Regions from separate parts of the Gossypium arboreum genome. Here region 2 is linked to region 1. The links are chromatin contacts, called in public Hi-C maps. All regions are on one chromosome and are shown on one strand. Each heading gives the region's core, a stretch centred on a gene start, on an enhancer-like site or on the middle of the called end of the contact. The rest is flanking DNA. Distances are from core to core; before and after follow the strand shown.

What was found. Hi-C and Micro-C count contacts between places; a contact is called where the count stands out from the background.
Region 2: a Hi-C map of leaf shows a contact between it and region 1, with 4 times the contacts expected there. The contact joins the promoter of LOC108483012 here to the enhancer-like site in region 1. A contact is called at or near these places in 3 of 5 Hi-C or Micro-C datasets (all in leaf).

Annotation. Positions count from the first base shown.
Region 1 is chr1:103,002,817-103,008,009 of ASM2569848v2, forward strand. No RefSeq gene overlaps it. Among protein-coding and RNA genes, the nearest start is that of LOC108480641, 22 kb to the left of the region's middle. Within about 2 kb of position 2,160, at least 1 of the 2 cell types and tissues checked has an H3K27ac peak or open chromatin away from gene starts, as enhancers often do. A contact at or near this core is called in leaf, where this site is marked.
Region 2 is chr1:103,042,477-103,047,585 of ASM2569848v2, forward strand. LOC108483012 (squamosa promoter-binding-like protein 14) reads left to right here and starts at 2,553. Exons shown (of 12, transcript XM_017786177.2): 1 at 2,553-3,286; 2 at 3,388-3,451; 3 at 3,794-4,427; 4 at 4,529-4,722; 5 at 4,805-5,109. The coding sequence starts at 3,835.

The sequences.
Region 1 (5,193 bases), core at 910-3,409:
CCCTGGGTTCATGCATTTCATTTGCACAATTCAATTCAATGTTCAATTTCAAATTCACATTCAATAACATTCAGTACCAATCTTTTTGCCAATTCATTTATTTACCCCTATTAACACGACTTGGACTTTGGCAGATACATAGATCCAACCAAAACACACCAGTATGGCACCTAGTGCCTCATCAGATAATTTGAAGCAATAAGTTGACACCCAATGTCTCATCAGTCATGTTGAAGTGAAGTGGTACCCAGTACCTCATCGAATTTATCCGAAGTATTAATTTGACACCCAGTGTCTCATCGACTCGAAGTCAAAGTATCCCTGAACTCTTCCAATCCTATGGCATGCCAACTATATCCGATTCAGCCCGATACAGTTAATAGAGTTTTCAATTTCAATTTCTCAATTCAATTTCAATCAAAATCCACACCAATCATAAATTCACATACATTCAATTCAATATCAAATAATCACATATACTGATGAATTTAATTCAACTCAATTCAATACCATAATATCAAGTACTCACCTCAGTTCACTTACCATACACATTAAATAATAATTACAACAATTAATTATTATATTCAGATTATAGAAATACAAACCTTAATTCTCAAGCTACTCTTCGTTAATCTTGTCTTTTCATTTTTTAGCTGAGGTCTCTGGCTCAACATTAGCTATGGAATTAAAAAAAGTAAAAATCATCAATACACATAATTTCATATTGAATATTTCAATTTATATCCAACTTTTACCTAAATTCCAATTTAATCCTTAATCAAATTTATCCTTATTTTCTTCACAATTTTATTCTTTATTTTCATTCAACTACCACTTAAAACTAAATTTAACTCTCCAATTTCACCATAAATCCCTAATTTTGAAATTCTCTCAATTCAATCCCAATTACTCAAAACTTATGATTTATTTTACAATTCAATCCTTTTCTCAATTCTAACTTGAAATTTTATCAATTTAACCCTTAATTCTTCAATTTATTCAACATGAACAACATTTAAAATTCACTAACTTCTAAAATTTCAACATAAATCAAGTAGTATTTTGTTCTAAGATTTTAAAAACTAAAAATTTCAAAAAAAAAAAAAGAGACTAAATTGATTTACCAAATGAAACTTGAATCTTAAAACCCTAATTTTCCCCCTTTCTTTTTCGTTCTCTCTTTTTCTTCTTTCTTTCCCCTGTTTCGTTCCTAATTTTATTTCTTTTTCTATCTTTTGTTTATTTTATATTTAATTAGTATAATATAATATAATATAATATAATATTATATTATATTATTTTATTTTATATATATACTTAAATATTAAGTATGTATTTAATGTAAATAAATATATGTATATTATACATACACATGGAATTATATTTTCCATACATTTACGAAACCATACAACTAAATTTGTAAATATTTTTAATAAATATTTACGAAACCGTTTCACGAAAATGGATACCCAAAAATGCACTTTTTCGATATTCATAAATTTTGGGTCGTTACAGAGACTATTCCATATTATCAGTTGAAAATTTTCAAAAGAATTATATAAAATCTCAAAAATAGAAAAAGAAATATTAAGTAGAGTTTTTAAAACTTCAAGTGATGATGTGAGTACCTTCATGCAATGCAAGTTTAAAAATCAAAGTAGAAAAGTAATCAAATTTCAAGACTAATGTGGACAAAAAAAAATAGGGACTAAATGTTATCTTATCCCTAAATAAAATACATATATATAATTTCTTTAGCCTTTTCATTCTTCTCATTTTTATCTATTTACCCAAATATAGTGGCAATGATTTAAATAATTCAATATCATCTATAACTTTTGAATAGTTTAGTGATTTTAATGAAATATTTTAAATAATTCAATGATTATTTTATAACTTTATGATATACAAGTGACAAAAACGTAAATTTATTAATAGTTTAATTACATTTAACATAGTTTACGGAAAAATATCTACCTTCCTTTCCCTTCCTTTATAAGGCGACAAAAAAGAATGGGCAAAGGTGATTAGATTGGGCAGTACTACTACTAGTATCTCAATCTCCACTTCTGTTTATAATTTAATAATAATATGCAGCTGGTTCTCAAAAAAAAAAGGTTAGATACATATTAGTTTGGATTAGGCCTTCAATCTTCATCGGACGGCGGATTGGGCCAGACCCGTTACCCTTTTAAGTCTTTACCCTTTACCTCAACTCTTCTTTTGTAAACTACCACTGACTTGTGGTCGAGATTTTACAACTTTAGTTTTTTTATATTGTGTTAAGTTAAAAATTAGGGAAGAGAAAATCCATAATTGGAATGCTATGCTCATTAGCGGTGATAATCATTTCTCTGTTAAAAGTTTATTATATTTAGAATAAATTATTTTCAATCCTAGTTAATTTAAGATCTGTTTATTTACATGTAAAAGGTTTTATAAAAATAATTTTACTTCTTTTTGTATTTATCAAACAATAAAAATATTTTATACAGATTTATCCAAACACCATAAAATATTAATTTTTCCATGAAAATAAGTCATTTTCCAAAATCATTTTTCAAAATAATTTTTAATGAAACAAACATACCCTTAATGTAAACTATAATCACCTCTTATGGTTTCAAGAATGTTTACTTATTTTATCAAGTTTAGAGAAAATTTTATAAAATCTCTCAAAAATTATTCGGTTAAATAAAAGATAATTATACACTTTTTATTATATATGTGTTTTCTATTTTATTTATTATTTTAGTTTTAATTAAGTGTTTTAAATTTATATATTGACCTTAAAGTTGAACTTATTAAATTTTTATGTAAAATTAATTAATTACTATTGTTTAGAAAGTTATAATAGAAAAGATTTAGATTGTAATAAAACAATTCATCTTAAAATTAATACATATAATTAAAATTTTAATAGTTGGCATGTATTTGCATAGAAAATTATTAAAAGGAAACAATAAGTAAAAGAGAAGACAAAAATCAAATATAATTATCATTTATAATAGGGGATAATAGCAAAAAAAGCCTTTGTACTTAACAAAATTTTCAATGTGTTATTAATACTTTTGAAATCTCCAATTTGGTACCCCAAGTTTAATTTCATTTATCAATAAGGCACCTATCACTAGCACCATTGAAATTTGTGTTGGCGTGGCACGTTGACCAATAAAAAAGTGCCACATGGCACATCATTGACTTTTGACCAAAAACAAAATACCTCTTACCAATTAGTCCAAATATTTTTTAAATTGCCAAAATTAAAATAAATACAAACCAATTTCCCTTTACTTAATAAAATAGAAAAGAAGAGAAGAAATATCACGCACCGACCACTATTATTGATGTTCAATCCTTGATAGATCCCGAAGTCAAATCTCTCAAGCCATCGCTCTTCAAATCTCAGACTAAAAGAAAGAAATTTTTTTCCAAGATTTCAAATCTCAAATCTTCCTCGTATTAAAGATTGAAAACATTGGCTTCTCTAGCCAAAGCAGAGGCTAATCTCAAAGCCTTGAAACCTAAATACCTATTAGCCAACATAAAAAATCTATCTTTCAACAATCTTGTAAAGCTTTACCAGTTGCTTCACCATTAGAGCGCCATCATTGTTGGTGTTATTACAGGTTTCTACGAAGTGAGCAACATGTTGACACGAATTTCATTTGCCATCGAACTATTGGAATTTTGGAGGTTGATAATTTTAAGGCGTCTTCAAATGATCAATCCTCTGAGTGCATGACTTCAACATGCACATGAAGGAGGAAAAAAACTTTCAACTTGATCTTTAATGGCTTTTTTGATGAGTTATTTAAATTGATATGAAGAAACACTTTTAAGTCATTCTTTAATAGCTTTGATTTCACCAACATTTTGAAGAGTTTGATGTTGATTTTTGTTAGAAGAAGTTTGGTTGCTTCCACTTAGATGTTTAATTTAAGTCATCGTGAAAACAATTTTATCATTTATTCTTTTTATGCTTGTAGTAAAACACTCTACTATCTTTGTTGAAGACATCACTTATTCTTCCAAGGTTGTAGCACCAGTTGTCATGATATTCATCAATCTGAAATTTGGATTTGGGGGACATGTTGGAATAGAGTTGTCATTTGGTTGATTATATTTCTCCTTGAATGATTATTGATGAGCTATATTTGATCCACGAGTAGAAACCTCTTCTAAGTCATGGGTAAAGACATTGGTACTTGACAATGAAGTCGAAAGGGCTGCAGGATTAGGTTTAATAGGCTTTGAGTTGGTTTGTTTATGATAATGATATTCTTTTGAGGCTATTGCAACTTTGAACTTTGACTTTTTGAGAGAAAAGATGAAAGGAAGAGATTGTCTCACGAGGTGTGCCAGAAATTTGTACACACAAATTTCGAATCAAATATTAACTTGGAAAATTTGGAGTGAAATTTCATTTATCAACTTTAAAAAGAAGCTGCAATCTTTACATTTCTTTACTACAAAGAAAACTCTTTCGATTATTCTCTTTGATAGAGCTTTGATTTAAGGGTCATCTATACTTGATCTTGTAAGGATGCAGTTTGCTTCAAGGGTTGTCAAGATTTGATCTTGAAGCTAGAATCGATGAGATGCTTGTTTAAGAATTTTGTTTGGTTTGGATCCAAGGGTCATCAAGACTTGATCTTGAATCAATGATGTCCGCTTCAAGGGCATTTTAAGCTTGATATTGAAAAATGATTTTAGCCTCATTTATGTCAATTAAACATGATCAAAAGGTTATTTTCTTTTGAAATGATTTTTGACTTCCACTCCTCAGTTGAATTGGATTAGAATGTGGCTTTTCTTTATAACTAATGCGACGCTTGTCAAAATTTCTGTAAGTTCTTTAGTTTTTTCAGAGGCTTATGGACTTTTGAACCTGTGAATGTATGTTGAATGACTTGAAGGTAACCCTATTTTATAGTGTTAGACAATCAAGTGAAAGAGAGTTCTCATAGAATTTAACTTTTTCACTTGTGTGTTCTACAAGAATTAAACTCATTTATTTATTATTTATCTCCAAATTAGAGATAAAATGATCCTTAAAGAACATGGTTTCTTTATAAAAGAGTTCTAAAACGATTTAATTTCATGATTAATTTAATTTAATTTGATTAGTGATAAACAATAATAATAGATGATGAATTTTGATTGGTCCAAAATTTGTCACTCTGCAACCCT
Region 2 (5,109 bases), core at 1,303-3,802, 40 kb after region 1:
CTCATGGCTTTATTAGAAGCATAGTCTTAGCTTTCCCTCACAATAACAGCATATCACATAAAGTGGATTTGCATAATCTCCAGAAGATATATAAAAAAGAGCTCTTGTTAGAACTTGCTAATTCAACTCCATCTCAAACCTGATGGCGCACTGTCTAGTCATCTAATATCGACTTCAAAAATGTCTTTAGATTGAAATCTGCTAGTCTAACCCCTACACCTATAAAGTGGAGTGCTTGATGACTAGGGCCTTAATAGTCACTCCCCCTTTATAAATATCTACTCTCTGCATCAAAGTAAGAGAAAAACCCATAGAGAAAAGAACTCATCTACTCACAATACAAACACTCTATAACCACTCCTAATCAGCTTAACCCTCCATCCTTAGTAGCTTTCCGCACCACTTATGGTGTGAACCATCATTATTGTACACCCTAAGTACTTGTATAACTTAATTGTTATAATAATTGGCGTTGTTTGTTGGAAACAAATAAAAAATTATGTCTTTACCCTTAGAGAGCTATTGCCATTAAGAATAAGAAAGCCAAAAAGCCATCCACTATCAATTCCATGTTGGTACTAGAACAAAGATCAAAATGACGTTGTGGAAGCCTATAACTTATCCTTTCCGCAATTACAATGATGGAGCCATAATCATACCCATCCATTCTTTCCACAATTTATTGGGAGACAATAAGTAACCAAGAAATGAAGTAAAAATATTTTTAGAGTTAAAGGCAAACTCTAAGATGTCAACACAACCCTACCTTAAGGGCGTAACCAAATCATCTCTCTGCCCCGATAAAGGGAAGATGAGGCTGTAATAAGGTGTCAAAGCTATTGACATATAAAACATTTAACGGGGTGTCATTTACACTGTATCTTTATTACACTCTTTTAAATACCTCGTAAAAGGATATTCTTAGCAAGGCTAAAGGAATGTTGAGAACTCTACCACTTATACAGTCCAACCTATAGAAGAGGAAGTCTACAGCTGAGCTCCTTATCACAATGATAAAGCGCCACACAACAAATGACTACCTTAACCTGAAGGATATCACCGAAGTAGTTGTAAGAAAAGAACAATTGGAAAGATTCATAGAACAAAGACTCCGTTCTTTAGAAGATGGAAGAGGGGGGCACCACAATAAAAGGAATCTTAAGAGTCTCCAAATATTGGTGCAAAAGTAGGGGATCTTAGGATGTTAACACACGATGGCCACATCCATTCACAAATAAAGCCAATAGGGCAAAAGGATGAATATGATCCCCCAAGGTTGACTGCTTGGCAAGACAAACAATCCAACCTTTCCATATGCGCCAAAATCATAGTTCAGCAACCATTGGACAAAGAAGGTAGCCTAGAATGAAGGTGGAATACCTTTCAAGATAGAAGGTGCACAAGCTTTATAGGAAGAAAATGACCCTAAATAGATCAATGTATATTCATTTTAATGACAAATGGAGACTATTTTGTTATGCCAAGTGAATTAACAACACAATGGTCACATGAAAAAGTTAAGGCACTCATATGAAGTTAACATGAGGATAAAGTTGATTTCATATTCACGGTCCCCTCCATAGATCTCCTTATTAGAACAAGAATGCCTAATAACACTTTAGGAAGTAGTTTGGTGAGAAAAGAAAAGGATCAAAAACAATGTCGACTTCTCAAATGCACAAAGGAGAAAGCCTTCCCTTTAAAGAGGTAATGAAGGGATACCTTGGTAATTTCCTTCATCTAAACATGATCACTCCCCAAACCTTATTGTTAGATATATGCACAGCATTTGTTACATCTTATCACTGCCAATTAGAAGGACACAAGGAAAACCACTTGAGTGGAAATAGAAGGGGGTCAAAGAAAAAGAGAAACTTGTCTTCTTAACTCTTCCATCCCATATGAAGCTTTGCAACGTAGCTATTGGACGCAACGTCTTATTTTTACAAGAGCTGTAAAGATAAGGAAATAAGTTTTAAAATTTTGGTGTGAGATCTAGGAAGTTTCAAACTATTAGCACACGTCCAGGACCTTCATCCTCAAGCTTTAGACCAATGAAGAGGAAAACAAAGAGATTCCTTAAGGGGCAACCCATATGAAGTGTGAGTGTAACGCCTGGTTTTCGAAATATCAATTTTAGGTCGAATTTATTAAACCTAGCTATTTTGGGAAGTCAAATCAAGAAGTTTTTAGGAGTGGCATGATAGTGAATTAAAGGCTCATTAGTTAGTGACCAAGTATTAATTAGAATAATTAGTTGGTTGATAATGAAAATTAAAGATTAAGGCCTATGAACTAAATTGTAAGGCTAGAAAAATTAAAGGGGTCAATGTGAGAGAAACTGAAATACATAATTTAAGATAAGAGAGATCTTTAATTCATAACAAATTCAAACCCCTTATAGCAAAATTCCCATTATAAAAATTCAAGTATCATCTTTTATAAATATCTAAAAAAAACATTATATATCCAAATACATTCCAACTCCCAATCAATACTAATTAAACTAGTAATGAAGGGCTTATTAAACACAAAATTCAAGAACTTAGTTAACCATTACCATACATACAAGTACAACTCAAAAACAACAAAGAACGTGCTACTTACACTTACGGGTAATGACTAAACTAGACAAGTTAAGAACAAGGAAAGGAAGAGTCTTGGATTCTTCGTTGCTCCGTGGGCGGCCCTAAATTATGAATATAACCTCAATCCAGCTTCAATTTACGATTTACGGCAACACCCGACCCCTAATATTAAACAAACATGATAAAATAAATAAAATAATTCAAGCTAAGGCAAAGGCAAAGGCAAAGGCAAAGGCAGTCACAGCGAAAAAGTAAAAAAAATTAGAAATGGAATACCAGCCTACTAACTAGTCTGCTACCAAGTTTTACTTTTTGCTTGTTCTTCTTCTTCTTCTTCTTCTTCTTATTTCTTTTGAGAGAGACAACAAAAAAGTAAACCAAAGTTGTGGAGCCAAACCCAAGTTCCCAGTTGTTTCATCTTCATCTTCTCGGATCTGACTGCGTTTCCTTGCTGTTCTACCTTTGATTCCTATATATATTTTTTTTCCGTTTTCCTTGTCTTTTTTTTTTTAATTTCAAAGAGGGAGACGCAAGTCCAAGTCTGATGGTTGGTATCTGGGAGAAAGGAGAATTCAGATCTGTGATTACCATGAAGTAAAAGGCTGAAAAGGTTGAAGGCGGTGGTTGCTTTCACTTCTTTTTAATTTTTTTATTTGCTTTTACGAGATGATGAAGCGTTAAGCTGGGATTTGGTTAAGGTATCTTATTTATTTACGCGCCTATATTTTCTATTTGCTTGTGTTGTATCATTCATCTGGCTCTTTTTAATTTAATTTTTTTTTTTACATTTCTCTAGTAGTTCCCAATCTTTGTCTGATCTGATAATCAGCCGTGAAATCCTCAAGCTGAGGTTTTTGTGAAAGGTATGTTTCAAATCTTCTTTATTTTCTTATGCGCATATATTTGCTATTTATTTGGATAACTGTTATCATTCATCTTGCTCTTTTTTAGATTTTAATTTGATTTCTACATGTGTCAGTCGTTGAATATGTTTTTATCCAAGTCCCAATCTTTGTCTGATCTGATAATCTGCCCTGAAAATTATGATCCGGAGTGTTTATTCTCAAGCCTTATCATCCCCTATAAGATTTGACTATTCATCTTTCTTATTTTGACTTTCTGGATGAGATGAACTACTTTCTCTTATGTTACTAGTTATAGATTCTCAAAAATAACTTGTTAAAATAGCCATTTCTTTTGTCCAGAGATCATTTGGTGTCTGGAAAACCAAGTTATTTTCAGACCCATGGAGGATGCAGGCGCGCAAGTAGCTCCTCCCCTTTATATTCATCAGGCCCTTGCCAGCCGCTTCTGTGATCCGCCTTCTTTACCCAGGAAACGTGACCTTTCTTATCAGGCCTCAGACTTTCTGTACCAAAACCCTTCACAGCAGCGTGTTGCCAACCCCAGGGACAACTGGAACCCAAAGCAATGGGAGTGGGATGCTGTGAGATTCATTGCCAAACCCTTAAACACCGAGATTCTTCAGACAGGGACTGCTACAGCAGAACAGAGAAAGACAGGTCATGTTAATGGGAATGAAAACTCTATAACATCCAAAAAGGCCACTGCAGCAAATGATGATGATGAGAGACTGCAACTGAATCTAGGTGGGGGATTGAATTCTGTGGAAGATCCTGTTTCTAGGCCTAACAAAAAGGTCTGTGGTGGATCGCCTGGGAGTACCAGCTTCCCCATGTGTCAGGTTGATAATTGTAAGGAAGATCTTTCTAATGCAAAGGACTATCACCGTCGGCATAAAGTGTGTGAGATTCATAGTAAAGCGACTAAAGCTCTTGTTGAGAAGCAGATGCAGAGGTTCTGCCAGCAGTGTAGCAGGTTGGTACTTTTATGTTCTCATTCTTAAAATTTTTACCCTTGGCATCTAGTTTTTTAGCTATTGGTTGAACCCACATCACCTTTATAATGCTTATGTGCAGGTTTCACCCTCTTTCTGAGTTTGATGAGGGGAAGAGAAGTTGTAGGCGTAGGCTTGCTGGGCATAATCGCCGTAGAAGGAAGACACAACCTGAAGATGTGACCTCACGGCTTTTACTCCCTGCAAACAGGGATAATGCCGGGAATGGAAGTTTAGATATTGTCAACTTGCTGACTCTTTTGGCTAGGACACAAGGCAAGAAATTTTTTCTAAATGAGTAAAATTTACAAATTATACTTTTTAAGTTGAAGCTGATGTTTGTGCGCTTAATGTATAGGTAAAACTGAGGACAAAAGCATTAATCCCTCACCGGTTCCAAATAGAGATCAACTCCTTCAGATTCTTAGTAAGATTAATTCATTACCTTTGCCAATGGACCTGGCTGCAAAGCTACCCAATGTTGGAGTTTTGAACAGGAAGAGCCAGGAGCAACCTTCGCTAGGCAATCAAAACCAATTGAATGGGAAAAACACATCTTCTCCATCTACAGTAGATTTGCTTGCTGCCCTTTCAGCTACATTGACGTCCTCTTCTTCCGATGCCCTTGCAATGTTATCTCAAAGAAGCAGCCAGAGCAGTGAT